Linked DNA regions of Mus musculus: regions 1 and 3 are each linked to region 2. Evidence: chromatin contacts called from public HiChIP or PLAC-seq and Micro-C data. All regions are on one chromosome and are shown on one strand. The core of a region is the stretch at or near the end of the contact, and the rest is flanking DNA. Distances in the headings are between cores, read along the strand shown.

Evidence for each region. Hi-C and Micro-C count contacts between places; a contact is called where the count stands out from the background. HiChIP or PLAC-seq counts read pairs in DNA pulled down with a chosen protein or histone mark.
Region 1: a contact with region 2 is called in an H3K4me3 HiChIP or PLAC-seq map of embryonic forebrain, with 7 times the contacts expected there. The contact joins the promoter of 3010003L21Rik here to the promoter of Stk38l in region 2. A contact is called at or near these places in 4 of 39 promoter capture datasets (hippocampal neurons, liver and pre-B cells) and 2 of 115 datasets of contacts at active chromatin or transcription factors (astrocytes and embryonic forebrain).
Region 3: a contact with region 2 is called in a Micro-C map of embryonic stem cells, with 10 times the contacts expected there. The contact joins the promoter of Amn1 here to the promoter of Stk38l in region 2. A contact is called at or near these places in 2 of 39 promoter capture datasets (hippocampal neurons and pre-B cells), 1 of 484 Hi-C or Micro-C datasets (embryonic stem cells) and 1 of 115 datasets of contacts at active chromatin or transcription factors (astrocytes).

Annotation. Positions count from the first base shown.
Region 1 is chr6:148,942,080-148,946,851 of GRCm38.p6, forward strand. 3010003L21Rik (RIKEN cDNA 3010003L21 gene) reads left to right here and starts at 2,778. Exons shown (of 2, transcript NR_144294.1): 1 at 2,778-4,341. It overlaps Sinhcaf (SIN3-HDAC complex associated factor), which reads right to left and starts at 4,391. Exons shown (of 6, transcript NM_019643.4): 1 at 4,213-4,391. RefSeq lists an enhancer at 4,554-4,588 and a cis regulatory region at 4,569-4,575.
Region 2 is chr6:146,722,276-146,727,209 of GRCm38.p6, forward strand. Stk38l (serine/threonine kinase 38 like) reads left to right here and starts at 2,655. Exons shown (of 14, transcript NM_172734.3): 1 at 2,655-2,772.
Region 3 is chr6:149,186,589-149,191,032 of GRCm38.p6, forward strand. Amn1 (antagonist of mitotic exit network 1) reads right to left here and starts at 2,124. Exons shown (of 7, transcript NM_001113424.1): 1 at 2,018-2,124. The coding sequence starts at 2,055.

The DNA.
Region 1 (4,772 bases), core at 1,528-4,027, 2.2 Mb after region 2:
CACCGGAGGCATTCTTTCTTTTGAGATGGGGTCCCTCTGTGAAACCCTGGCTGACTCAAACTCAGAGACCCATCCCACTTGCTTGCAGGCCCCTTTTACAGGTGTCACACTAAGCATTCTGAACAATTAAGTATGGCTTGAGAATTGTGTTACCGTTCTTCCCAGTCAGTCAGTCTTGTCTTATCATCTCCGGAGAAAGGGAAAATGATTTCTTTTAAAGAATTGTTTTTAGGTACTTAGGAAATAGTTCAAACCTTAAAAAGATTTCTTTTATTTTTATTTATTTATTTATTTATTTATTTATTTATTTATTTTTTTGGTTTTTTCAAGACAGGGTTTCTCTGTGTAGCCCTGGCTGTCCTGAAACTCACTTTGTAGACCAGGCTGGCCTCGAACTCAGAAATCCACCTGCCTCTGCTGGGATTAAAGGCGTGCACCACCATGCTCGGCTCTTCTTTTATTTTTAATTACCTGTATGTATGTCAATGTAGGTGTGTGCACAAGTGTCAGAGTGCCCAAAGAGGCCAGGAGAGGGCGTTTGGTCTTCTGCAGCTTACAGGTGGTTATGGAACACCTGGCATGAGTGCTGGGATCCCATTATCAAGATTTTAGGAAGAGCAGCAAGCAACCCCAAAGGACATATTTCTAAAGCTTGGCATAGGAAATTAATTGTCCTCAAAGCAGCCTTAAGAAGTTGGCTTCAGATTTTTTCCCATTGAGGCTGGAGGAATGGCTCAGCAGTTAAGATTGATAGCTGTTCTTCAGGACCCTGGTTCTATTCCCAGCACCCACATGGCAGCTCACAATTCCAGTTCCAGGGGATCTGGCACCCTCACACAGACATACATAAAGGCAAAATGCCAACACACATTAATTAATCTTCAGAGAGAGAAAGAGAGATCAAAACAAGAGAAAAATATTTTCCCATTTAAAAGTTTATTTTAGTTGGCTGGCAGTGGCATGGGCCTTTAATCCCAAGCATTTGGAAGGCAGAGGCAGAGGCAGGTGGATCTCCAAATTCAAGACCAGTCTGGTCTAAAAAGTGATTTGTAGGACAACCAAGGCTACAATGGAACCCCTGTCTTGGGGAGGGGGGTGGCATTTTATACCTGTGGAGGCAGCTCAGTGGTACAACACTTATCTAACAGGTGCTATATCATGGGGTTCAAAACAAGCATAGCAAGTTTTGAGGGTGGGCATTTAAAACAGGGCTGGCAAGATGACTCAGCCAATGAAGCCTGACCACCTACCTGAATTTGATCCCTAAATTCATGTGGTTGAGGTGACTATCCCCAATAGTCACCTGGCCTCATATATGAAGATACACACACACAGATGTTCTTTAAAATCTCCAGCCACCCACAAAAATAAAAGAAGGCAGTGAAGACCTTGCTTTTCTTTCTCTCTTAACTCATTCAAATCTCTCTTAGAAACATCATTTGATAATAACAGAATCATTTAGTTCTACATGTGTGTATAGACTTTCCTAGGAAGCTGAAGTCTTGCAGTAAGTAGTCTACTTAAAAACAAAACAATGTTTGCAAAGTACCTCATGTTATTTTCACATGTCCCTGGAGTCACCCAAAGGAAAGCCAAGGTTGTAATATCCAAGGTTTTTAATTTTCTTGACACACTCTCTATTCACTTCAAAAATTATTATTTCCCAGTCAAGGCCACATCTAGATGAAAACAAGCTAACTGAAACACAGGATTAATTGTGAAAGTCGCAACAGATATGGTGTTGCTGGGCTGGATGTCTAGACTGCAAGCAAACCCCAAATACCAAAGAAGCATCCATGTGTCAAACGAGCATAATTTTTGAGCTATGCCTGGAGCCACATACCAAAAAGTTAGCTTGAAAAAAGTGTAAGAGGGTAAGTAGAAGGTCAGTCCCAGTTCCCAGGAATTGTGAAACTAGCAAGGGCTCCCTACACTGGCAACTTCTCCCAGCATCCTTTATCTCGGAAAGGCCCTACTCCCCAGATGCAGCAGTTCTCAAGGTTATCTAAGATTTATCTGAGTCCTGCATACTTTAAGGTCAAAACACAAAACATCCTCAGAATACTTTAAATGCATTTATGCTTTGCGGGGACTCAAAAAACGAACCCCAGACTTTCGCGTTCAGTTTTGCAGCACAAAAACCATTAAAATGATTTTCAAGTCTGACAAACTTCAGTTCAAAAGCAGATGTTTTCCGGACACTGCTAGAAACAAGTTTTACGTCCACCTCTCACTAAAAAAGTTGCCGGATCCTTCTTTAGAAAGCATTAAGAGAAGACCAAGAGCCTACTTGAAACGAACTCCTAACATGGAGGGGGAGGGGGGACACGGTGCACGTCTGGCTCGTAGTCATTCTTCACCTGCAATAAGGAAAGGTGAGAAGAAAAATAACAAGAGGCGGACTGGGGTGCTGGTTACCAGAACTGCTCCGTCTTAAAAGCCGCCCAACCCAACCTGCCCTGCGCCTCGCCGGTCGCCCCACGTGTAAACACACAAAGGCTGCACGCACCCCCAGTTCCTCAGTCTCCACTTCCAAGAGGGGCAAGAGCCGGCGCCCCGAAACTTCCCCGCGTGTAGTCGGAGGTCCTGGGTAGGGCGCGGAGCTCCACTCCTGGAGGGAGCCCAGCGCTCCGGGGTCCCCGGGCACCACGCGCCATCCGCCGCCCTCACCTGCGCTGGAACAACGGCCCGCGCCCCGCCGGCGCCGCCCGAAGGCCGCGCCTCTGCTCCCGGGCCGCTCCGCACGCTCGGCCTGACGTAATTCAAACATGGCAACAGTTCCACTTCAAAGGCGGATGCACGGACCTCCCAGACGCGGCCTCCCGTGCCTCGGAGCCCCGGCCACGCGTGCGTCCCGCCGAGCAGCGCTCCGTCGCTCCGCATGGGTGACCCGCAGGCCGAGGCGCCCCCACGGACACAGCCTCGCTGAGCCGCCGCTGAAGTTTCCGAGAGGACCTAAGGGACAAAAGCCGCCCCGCGCCCCGCCCGGCCCGCGCCGCTCGGGCACACGCGGCCCTTTGTTGTCCGGCGGCATCGGCGACGTCGGGGCGACCCGGACCCGCGCCCGGGGACCCACGCGAGCTCGGGTATCCTGAGCCACTGGTCCCTGGGGCCAAACTTTTGCGGAGTCCCGGATGAGAAACGCCCAGAGGTCCCCGCCGCCGTGCATATGCTGCGAGTTGGCGACTTTCGCTGTGCTTTGGAAACTGGCAAGACGCCATCACCAGGAAATCACATTGTCCTGCTCCCGACAGCCCCGACGGCGACCGCAGCCCGCGGCTCACTCCGAGCTGGACACTGAGATGTAGCACGGTCGCGGCCCTAAGCACGTGGCTTGTCAGGTGAAGCACACACAACAAAAAGGGAAAAAAAAAAAAAAAAAAAGAGTTGGGTGCCTCAAGCAGCGGACCGCGCCGCCGCCTTCATCCGCACTGTTTGGTGCCGCGGGCCACGGCCACCCCTCCCGTGTCGCCCGCACCCACGCTACAGGTGACCAGACGGACAGCGAACTTTGGGCTGCAGAGACCACTCGGCACCGGCCGAGTGCAAAGACCGCGTGCTGCGCGCTCATTGTCGCAGCCGCGTCCCTGCGGACTTCTCCAACAACGCCACGCCGCGTGCGTCGCGCCATCCCGGCGCTGGCCCTCACCAGCTGCCTTCAGCCTGTGTGGCCGCCGGCTCCAGGAACTGGCAAGTTAGTTTCCGAGCTCCGGCTTTGTTGTTCACCCGCGTGCAAACACCGTCGCGAGCGCCGGGGTAGCGCAACACGCGGGTGCACGCGGAGCCCAAGCCCCTGGCCAGAGCAGAGCCCACACGGGATCTGCGACCCCGACCCTGCTCTCCGGGTCTGCAGGAAACACTACGACCTAGAAAAGTCATTGTCACTTTCAGCGTGGATGCAAGTCCGCCGCAGCTCGTTCGTTTCCACGCTGCACTCACTTTCCCCACACCCTGACTTTCGGTTTACCTCAAATATCCTCCTCAATTAAGAAGCGCATCTCCAACGCCTCTGTACAAAAGAATCTGGAGTCCGGAGAGCACGAGGGCAGCGCTCCCCGCAATGCCATCTCCAAGACAAAACTTCCTGTGTGTTTGTGTATGGGAAGGACGGAGGAGGCGGGGGAGGTAAAGGGAGGAAAGAAAAAAAAAAAATCACAGAAAACAAAACCTCGGAGACAGTTTTGCACCGATGTCCGGACTAGAATCACTCACCTTCCACGCGCAGCAGCGTCCCCACGGTGCAAACTGCACCAGGCCAACCTCCTGCAAGCACTCCCTCCGCCAGCGCCGAGTCCAGAAAGATTGTCTCCAGCAGTTCTTCAGTTGCTACCGCGAACGGAGGTATAGATTCCGCTTTCCCTCTGCGCAGGCGCGGCTCCCGGGACCAAATTCTCTTGAATCGAGCTGATTTGCATACGGGCGCGTGCGCGCCGCGGGCTGGGCGGGGAGAGGGCAGGGCGTCCGCGCGCGTTCCCGCGGCCTCTATTGTCCTTTTAAGGGGAGAAGCGGCGAGGCGCGGGAAACGCGGCGGCCCGCGGGGACGGGGGCGGGTCCTGCCTACTCCGCAACGTCACGTAAACAAACGCCCTCCCCAGCCCCCGGGGGAAAAGGAGGCGACGCGGGGGCGTGGCAGGACGCGAAAGGTGTAAAGGTGAGCGTTGTCCTCACCGAATGGCACCCCTTAGGAAGCTACTGAGCTTGGAAAGTTCTGGAAGCTGCTTTTGCAGCATTCGCGCACCTATGCCCAGTTTCTGGCTTGAGGTGGCAGAGAA
Region 2 (4,934 bases), core at 1,405-3,904:
TTATTTTTCGAGACAGGGTATCTCTGTGTAGCCCTGGCTGTCCTGGAACTCACTCTGTAGACCACGCTAGCCTCGAACTCAGAAATCCGCCTGCCTCTGCCTCTCAAGTGCTGGGATTAAAGGTATGCGCCACCACGCCCTGCTCTCTTTTTATTTTTATTTTTTGGTTTTTCAAGACAGGGTTTCTCTGTATAGCTCTGACTGTCCTAGAACTCACTCTGTAGACCAGGCTGGCCTTGAACTCAGAAATGTGCCTGCCTCTGCCTCCCAAATGCTGGGATTAAAGGTGTACGCCACCACTGCCCAAACAGTTTAGGTACTTTTATTTGTTTATGTTGAATTTGTCTTCATTTAAGGACCAGGCCTAATTTCAAAAAAGGCCTTAAGGCTCCAGCTTCAGGAATAGACCATAAGTCCCCAAAACTAAGTTGGGGGACTAAGTCATAAGACAGCAGCTCTAGGAACAGACCATAAAATCCAGAACAAGATCATAAAACCCCCTCCCAAAGAACAGTCTGGGGATAAACACAAAAATGGGAAATATCTTATCTCAGAATGGGCCATCTGCGCTGGGCAGCCCTATTTCATCACGTGGTTGAACGATTGTGATATAGGGATACAGACCACTGGCCACACATGATTGAACATTCATGACATTGGAATGTAGACCACTGATCACCTGTGGCCCCCTAGCACCCACCAATGAGATTATAGATTACCTAATTCTTCTAGAGAGTTCCCTTGGTTTCCTGTAAGAAGGCCTGCCTGCCTTTGTCTGGGATCGTCATTTCAAAGAATGGTTGACCCTTGCATACTGGATGTTTCTGTGGAATAAACACTCTTTGTTTTTGCATACTATCTGAGTCTGGGCTCTTCCTTCAGTGATTTTTGGACCCTTACATTGTATATATGTGTCTCTGTGTAAGTGTGCACATGTACATGTATGTAGGTGCCTCTGGTAGCTGAAAAGGGGCATCCAATTTCCTGAACTGGAGTTACTAAGGTGTGCACCATCTGCTGTGGGTGCTGGGAACCTAACTCTGGCCTTTTGTGAGAGCAGAAGAGGGCCATCCTCTAGCCCTTGCATATATTGTTTTAATAGTGTAAAAGCTAAGGGTATTTCATAAAATCCCACTGTTTGAAGAATGGATTTGTTTTTTTTTGTTGTTTTGTTTTTTTTTTGTTTTTTTTTTTTTTTGTTTTTCGAGACAGGGTTTCTCTGTATAGCCTTGGCTGTCCTGGAACTCACTCTGTAGACCAGGCTGGCCTCGAACTCAGAAATCCACCTGCCTCTGCCTCCCGAGTGCTGGGATCAAAGGCGTGCGCCACCACACCCGGCTCCAAGAATGGATTTGTTAATAGTGATTGGGAATATTGGTTTGTCTTACTCAAAGACCAGTTTTATCTTAAAAAGCAAAACTCTTGTCACTTTCCCAAAACTCTCCCCTGTGTTCTCCATGGGAAAGTGATTTTCTAAATATCACACACTCTTCTCCCTTTATCCACAGATTCACTTTGGCAGTACCCACAGTCAACCATGTTCCAAAATTATGAAGTGGAAAATTCCAGAAATAAATGATTCACCAGTTTTAAACTGAAAATGCCGTTCTAAGTAGCCAATGAAGTCTCTCACTCCCCTCACTGTGTTGCTCCCAGGACGCTAGCAGTTCCTCTGGAGTGTCAATGTTGTGTATGTGAAACTCCTGGCCCCCTGGGAGGCATGGTCCTTGTTCCAATAATCCTCATTTTATTTCATAATAGCCCCAAAGCACAAGAGCAGCTGGCTGTCTACATCAAAGATAAGATTTAGCCTGCTTTTGTATTGTTAAGACTGGGTCTCACTCTGTAGCTCTAGCTGGGCTCAAACTCACTATGTAGCCCAGGCTGGTCTCAAACTTGCCGCAGCTTCTGCCTCAGCCTCCTTGGTGATGGGATTACATGCATGAAACACTGTACCTGGCGTCAAAGTTTGTTTGTTTGTTTGTTTTTTTAAAGTAAATGTTGTTGAGGTTGCTTAAATCTATGGTTCGGTTGTTAATCTCTTACTGTGCTGGATGTATAAATTAAGAGTAGGTGTGTGTAGGACACACAGTGTATAGTGTTTGGCTAGTCCGCGGGTCCTGAAGTTTGCCTGCCTACCTTTGATGCGAAGGGAAGAGACAATGACGACGACAATTTTCTAGCCTAATGCTGTATGTTATGTTGTCAACTGCTCTGGGATTTTTCAGGTAAGTTTAGCAAATTTTCATGTATGCTGGTAAGTTTCTTGTGGTCTTCCTAAATTCTAAATCCTCCTAAGCCTTTCGGGTTCAGTTATAGAGACGTGGAAGTCACAGAGCTGCTACATTGGTGATCTCTCCTCTATGGAGCCATCTTTGCATTGCCTTGAGGAGAGCTCCATCACACCAGGCCTCTCTCAGGGTCAGGCAGAACCAGTTAGAACTGGAGAGGGCCATGAGACAAGAACGTTACAACGCCCAGTAGTGATTAGACTGAGCTCAGGTTCCTGGACCAACCTACACTTCCGCCCGCGAAGGTGGGGGTCGGTACTGGCGCTGACGCCAGAAGGACACTTCCGCCTGGGTGCGTATGACGTCAGGGGCGACCCCTTTAAAAAAAAAAATCTAGGAGATCAAGTCTCGCGAGATTCTGGCGCGGCCGCTTTGGCACCGCCTCACGGGGCGGGACGAGGCGGGGCCTGGCGCGAGAGACGCGCGCCGCGGGCTGCGGTGACTGAGGAGGAGGCTGAGCGGGCGCGGGCGACACCGGCAGGTGAGAGCGGGCGAGGGCACCGGCGCCGGCGCGGGGCAGGGCCGCGGGGCTAGGGCGGCGCTCGCTGCGGGGAGGTGTGAGGGGCTTGGCGCGGTACAGCCCGCGGCGCCCAGCCCAGGTGTCCCTGGCGGAGCGGAGAACCGCGGCCGTGCGCGGCGTCCCCGGGCTGCAGGCGGGGCCGCGCCCCCACCGCCTGTCAGTCACCGGGGCCTTCGCCGAGCCGGGTGCGGCAGCCTGCGTACCGGGAGCGGAGCCGCCAGCCCCGCGCGCGTCCTGCTCCGGGCCCACCTTCCCGTCCCCTCCGGACGCAGAGGGCACGGCTCGCCGGCACAAAGTTGCCGGTGCACAGCGACGGCAAACTGTGCCCGAGCCGCGGCGTCCCTGTCACCGATGCTACTTTCTCTGTTGCGGGGTCGCTCTTGGGTCCCGAAGTTTGGAGAAACGCGGTGAAGAGATGCGAGGTGGGTCTGGAGCAGCGGCTGGTGTAGAGGTGCGCTGCTGCCGCCCCTCGGGACTCACTCGGTGCAGAGCCGGCGCGCTCTCCGGCTCCTCTGCAACTTGGGACGCGTTTCGGTAGAAGCCACTTATGGATTTGGCTCTGGTATTAGCCACACGACTGCCAAGAAGCCAGGCGAACAAAGTTCAATGGTTTTAAGGTGGTGATTACCCCTTATTTGGCAGTCGTGGCTTAAATCGGTCAGGTCTCCCTACTTTAAGTCAATAAGCCTTGCAATTTGCATATCAAGTTGTCTTGATGTCTCACGCACAAGCCTAAATGGAAAGGTTTTTCTCTTACGCCTCAGGATATATAAAACAATTAAGTTTATTATGCTCTTTCCCTCGTGGCCAAGAGGCACTTTATTTGAGTTAGTTGCTCTTGTGTCTATTTGGGGAGATAATTTAGTTAAATATACGATAAATTATGATATTGCGCGAGGTCATAAAAGTACTTTTATTTGGAAAATCCTGGTCTCAGAAGAAGTACAAGGGATAAAAGTTTGGTATTTGCCTTCGCTCTGCTGAGCGTTTTTTCTCCTAGTTAGAGGCCCGATTAGGCATCCCATTTGTTGGGATGTGTTTAGAATGAGAAGCATAGTTCGGTGTAGTTTCCGTGCTCTTTTGAAAGGCCTTGCTGTTAAGTAATGAACAAATTAGACTCAGAAAAACCACATTAAATAGAATACTGGAAGTCTCAGCACTTGTTTTCTTGAGTTTGCTTACAAATAAGCCAAAGAATAGAAACTAAGGCTGTCTAAATAAAAAGGTGTTCTCTGCAGTTTTTATTATTTAAAACAGTTTTAAATTTTAAATATATTTTGATCATAGTCCCTTCTCCCTCAAGCCCTTCCAGATCCTCTCCTCCTCTCTACCCACCCAACTTTAAGTTCTTTCTCAAAAACCAAACTCTGCAGCTTTTTAAATACTAGATTTTAATTTCAAAAAGTGGGACATTAAGAACAAAGGAAAATGATAAAAAACCAAAATGATAAAGCATTAGTCTCAGTTTGGCCATTTTTCTTTAGAAAAGTTCCACTCTCTCAAAGACCAGTGACATCTTGTTAGTAGAATTGGTAACATGCCTTAGCAAGTGCCTTCTCACAGAGCTAGGAAAAGTTGAAGACACCAAAGCCAGGAGGATTTTTGTATCTTGCTGTAATGTTAAATGAGTTTATTTTCCATAAATGTAGGACCAGTTAAGCAAGCATATTGCTGTTTGAGAATCCTAGCATTACTTTCAAATCAACAGATGGGCAAGCTATGACTGGGTTAGACTAGACATATGCAGAAAGCCTGCCCTTGAATTTTTATATGAAAAGCACCATGGTCTCTTTCAGTGAGATGATGAAAGCAAGCTTAAGGCAGCAGAGTTGTGTTTAAACAAGCAGGTATATTCTCCTATCCTTTCTTCTTTGTTCCCCCAACAGTTTCTGTTCAAGTCCCAAGGAAGTATTTAGTGAGGCATGATCAGTGCTGCCATATACAGGCTACAGGGCACTTCAATCTCCAGGTAAAGGTTCTGCTGATTGCCAGGATATTATTGTTTACAAGCATTGGAAGGAGGGATGAAGGGAGAGAAGGGTTAGTTGCCTGCCTTACACAAATGCTGTGGTCTTTGTCCTGAGGGAGAAACATGTGACTCCACTTCCAGTAACTAGAATATA
Region 3 (4,444 bases), core at 874-3,373, 2.5 Mb after region 2:
GGAAAGGGTTTATTCTGCTTACACTTCGACATTGCTGTTCATCACCAAAGAAAGTCAAGACTAGAACTCACATAGGAACCTGGATGCAAGAGCTGATGCAGAGGCTATAGAGGAGTGCCACTTTACTTGACTGCTTCCCCTGGCTTGCTTAGCTTGCCTTCATATAGACCCCAAGACCACCAGCCTAGAGAGATGGCACCACTCAATGGGCTGGGCCCTCTCCCTTGATTACTAATTGAGAAAATGCCTTATAGCTGGATCTCATAGAGGCAATTCCTCAACTGAGGAACTTTATTTGTGGTAACTCCAGCTTGTGTTAAGTTGACACACAAAACCAGCCAATATACCAGAATAGGTAGAGTCTTCTTTAGCCTCTTTTAAAGCAATGTAACCAACATGTTTTAGGGCTTCAAATTCTGGCCATCTGAGAAACTCATACCTGTGTCAAGCAACCACAAATTCTGTTTACAAACACACACACATTCTTTCTTCCCTTGTGCTTGCATACACATCCCCACACAAACATATAATAAAGGTATTGAAGGGTATTGAGAAGGGAGGTGTCAGTTTCCTAAAACAGCATTCCGGTAATAGTTACTTCTCAGTACCTACTGTCCTTTTCATTCAACAATCTCTTGTGAAAACCTTAAAAGCATTTCAGTATTCTCACCCTTTGTAATGGCTATAAGCTTCACATTGGACATCTCATTTAGTTATTTCCCTTTAGAAAAGCATCCATATTGTTCTGTGGTATGGTAACAATATTGTCAAATTGCTTTCTGGTAAGTCAGCTTTAAGTTCTATCTACACAAACAATTGTGGCATACTTGCAATCCCAGAACTCTATGGGTACAAGCAAGAAGGATCTTGAAGTTCAGGGACATCCTTTGCCACACAATGAATTTCTAGCCTGTTATGCTACATGAGACCCTGTCCTCAAAAAGCCAAAGCCAAAGCTGGTGCTGATAACTCAAGTCTATAATCTCAGCATTTGGAAGGCTGGGGCAGAAGACTCAAGAGTTCAAGGTTAGCCTGACATTGTGGGTCTGAGGCCAGCCTGTGCTACATAAGATTCTGTCTCAAAACAAAAGGGTTGGGGATATAACTGAGTTGGCATTATGCTTGCCTCGGGCTCAGGAGGCTGAGGTAAACTGGGAATAATATAGTGTGTGTCTGTAATCTCAACATTCAGGAAATGAATGAAGAAGGATCAGAAGTTTAAAGTTATCCTTGGCTACACACACAATGTGTTCTAGGCCAGCATAGGCTACATGAGACTGTCTCAAGGAAAAATAAATAGCAACAAAACAATACAGAAGAAAAAGCTGGAACTTAGGCAAGAAATAACATTTGTTTATGTACTGTTAAGTCAACAACGGAACCAATGTAGTCTTTGTAGTTTCCAATTGTTAAACCATTCCTGCTTTTCTGTTAATAGTTTTTCTTTCTAAAAATAGAAATAACAAGTAATACTAAAGCCTGCCTCTAACTCACTATATGGCTGAAGAGCCTTGAACTTCAACTTGAATTCTCAAGAAGTGTTTGGATTAAGGGCTTTACATATGTTAAGCTGATTCTTACAAAGACTCCTTGAGACAGGTACTAATACGCGATTTGCTTGGGTATGCGTGTGTATTACAACATTACCCCGTTAGCTTCGAATTTGTGGCAATCCTGTTTCAGTTTCCGGATAGCTGGGATTATAGGCGTGAACTGCCACGCCCTACTGTTATCCGAATTTTAGAAAGCTCTCCTGTACAATCGGGAGAGATTGTTACTGTTCATGGTCCCAAAGCTAGCGAGTCACGCCGGTATTAGTGGAGGTTTGTTGGTCCAGCCTGGCTCCAGGTTTCTTTTGTTCTGCCTTCACCCTCAACGCCCACCTGAGACAGGCCATCGGGTGGAGCCGCCAGCCCCACGGTGCACCACAGTCCTCAGAGACCAGACACAAAGCCGGGACAAGGACTAGGAGCCAGCAGGACGTGAGGGAAGGGACTGGGAGCTGGGGCGGACTCACAGTTCCAGGAGCTGACTGACTACTCCGGACAAAGGCATCGCGGAAGCCCTCTTAAGCCTGGACGGCAGTTGCGGCCCTCCACAACCAACTTCCGGTCGCGCAGGACTGGTAAACCTAAATGACGTCACAGAGTTGGACCTGGGGCGTGGCCACATTAGGAGCGGAAGAGGAAGTTCAGCGCTCTCTCTGGGCAGAACTGAGGGCTGCTCAGAACTAACTGGCACAAAATGTAGAGGCATCCAAAGCGGGAGCAAAGCCCCCTGGGACTTGTAGTTCTTCCTGCCCGCTATTGCCAGTTACTGCTTCTCCTGCCCAAGAGTCGCCAGAAGTCGCTGTCCAGGCAAAGGCTAATGGCAGGTCACTGCTTTTGCTGGTGCGATGCCAGGTCCCATGAAGCAAACCAAGTCTCTAGTCAGATACAGACACCGACTTCAAACACGGGGTTTACAGGACTGCAGTAGTCATCTCCACAGAGTGCGCCTGAAGCAAGAGCTGAACCATGCAGTCCTGGGTCATTCCAGGAATGGGACATATTAAGGCCTGTTCCGTTTAACATGACTAGCTATTTTGATTTTAGTCTCCATATTGCTCATAAGGTGAAATTAAGTACAGGTTCTCAGATTGTGCTTCCTAGAAGTAATTATTCGTAGCTGACATAACGTTCTCCATAATACTCATGCTCTGTTAGCTCAATACTCTGGAAACCCCTAACTACCACCTTACCCATCTCACTTAGTACCAGTCAGCTTAGAGGGCAGCTCATAATACTGATAAGACTAAGCGACTCTGATCGAACCCTGAGATGGCTCCAGGAGAGGGTATTAGGCCTCAAGGGAGAATTTCTCGCTCCCGACCCCAGGACGATTTCGCAGAAATGACTGACAAAACACTTCTCAGAAAAATCATACAACGTCCTGGCTGAAGGCCACCTGGGCCCTCTGGGGAACGAAGTTACTCTCCCAGGATGATCTGATATTGGCCCAGCCAATCAGCCAAAAGGTCAGCCTAACAACTTATCACCAAGGGCTTAGGTGTTGTTACTGTAATAGGCTTAAAAATGTATAAAAGGTGCTTGTATGTAGGGTCGCCTCCGGTCTCTTGGTCTCTTGCCTGAGAGACCGCTGAAGGTCGATCCCAGCGGACCAGAAAAATAAACCTCTTGCTTTTGCATGGATCTGAGAGTCTCATTTCACTTCGGATGGGGGGGCGGGGGTGTGTGTCTCCCGGCAGGTAATGATACTCTGGGGCTTTACAATGTCTTCTGCACTTGGTTTTCCTATAACCAGTCTGCCCTAGGTAGCACAGTCTGGTTCCCAAGTCCTTTCTATGTCCCTAATCGATAAGCCTGAATTAAGTAGTCAATAAACTTTCATCATATCTGAGATTAGTGTCCAAGTGGTCAGCGTGTGGCTATTCATGGACCCCAACAGGTCATATTCATTATAATCCTTCTAAATTGAAATTCTTTGGCCTGTTTTTCAGATCAGAATGTTAAGGTCTGAGAATTTGGGAATAATTCACTATGAAAACCAAGTTCCAGGCAACACAATTTATTCATAAAACTAGTATATCAGGGAAACAGCTGGGTTCAGAATTCAAACTGTCAGTGGGACAGGGCAGGGCAGGGCAGGACAGGGAAGGACAAGACAGAGCAACCTTTTAAAACAAAACCAAGCCGGGCAGTGGTGGTGCATGCCTTTAATCCCAGCACTTGGAAGGCAGAGACAGGTGGATTTCTGAGTTTGAGGCCAGACTGATCTACAGAGTGAATTCCAAGATAGCCAAGGCTACACAGAAAAACCCTGTTTCCAAAACAAAACAAAACAAAACAAAAAACAAAAAAACAAAAAACCCAAAAACAATAGTAACAAAACCAAAACACAAATTAGGTGAAATAGGGACATGAATAGAGGCAACTAACTGAGTACACGTATACATTGTATCTTTCCAACTGGATTCATACCTGGCACCTTAAGAAGTGGGTTATTATCCATCAAGTACCTCAGATGGCTTCCTGATAACTTGGCTTGGATAGAGACCAGCCAATCAAAGTTTCTTTAGCAACTTCTGGGTTTCAGACATGGCATGTATGGGTGATAACCAACAAAGCATAAGTTGAGATATATATTTCAAGTTCATGTAGGACACCTGGGGCCAGAAGCAGTTTCTGGAAATTCAGTCATTTCTTAGAATCTAGTTTAGTACAAAATGGAGACGATATACAAGGTGGAGTCCCTGTAGCAAGGAGGCCCTCAGCAAGAGCACTCCATACCAATACATAAACTTGGTAAGAATGCCACTGTGGAGAAGACTGGGCCTTCAAAAAGGATCATGAAGGGACCTGGCTCCCCTAGGTAAGACTGACTTTCTTTCTCTCTTCTTTCTTTCTTTCTTTCTTTCTTTCTTTCTTTCTTTCTTTCTTTCTTC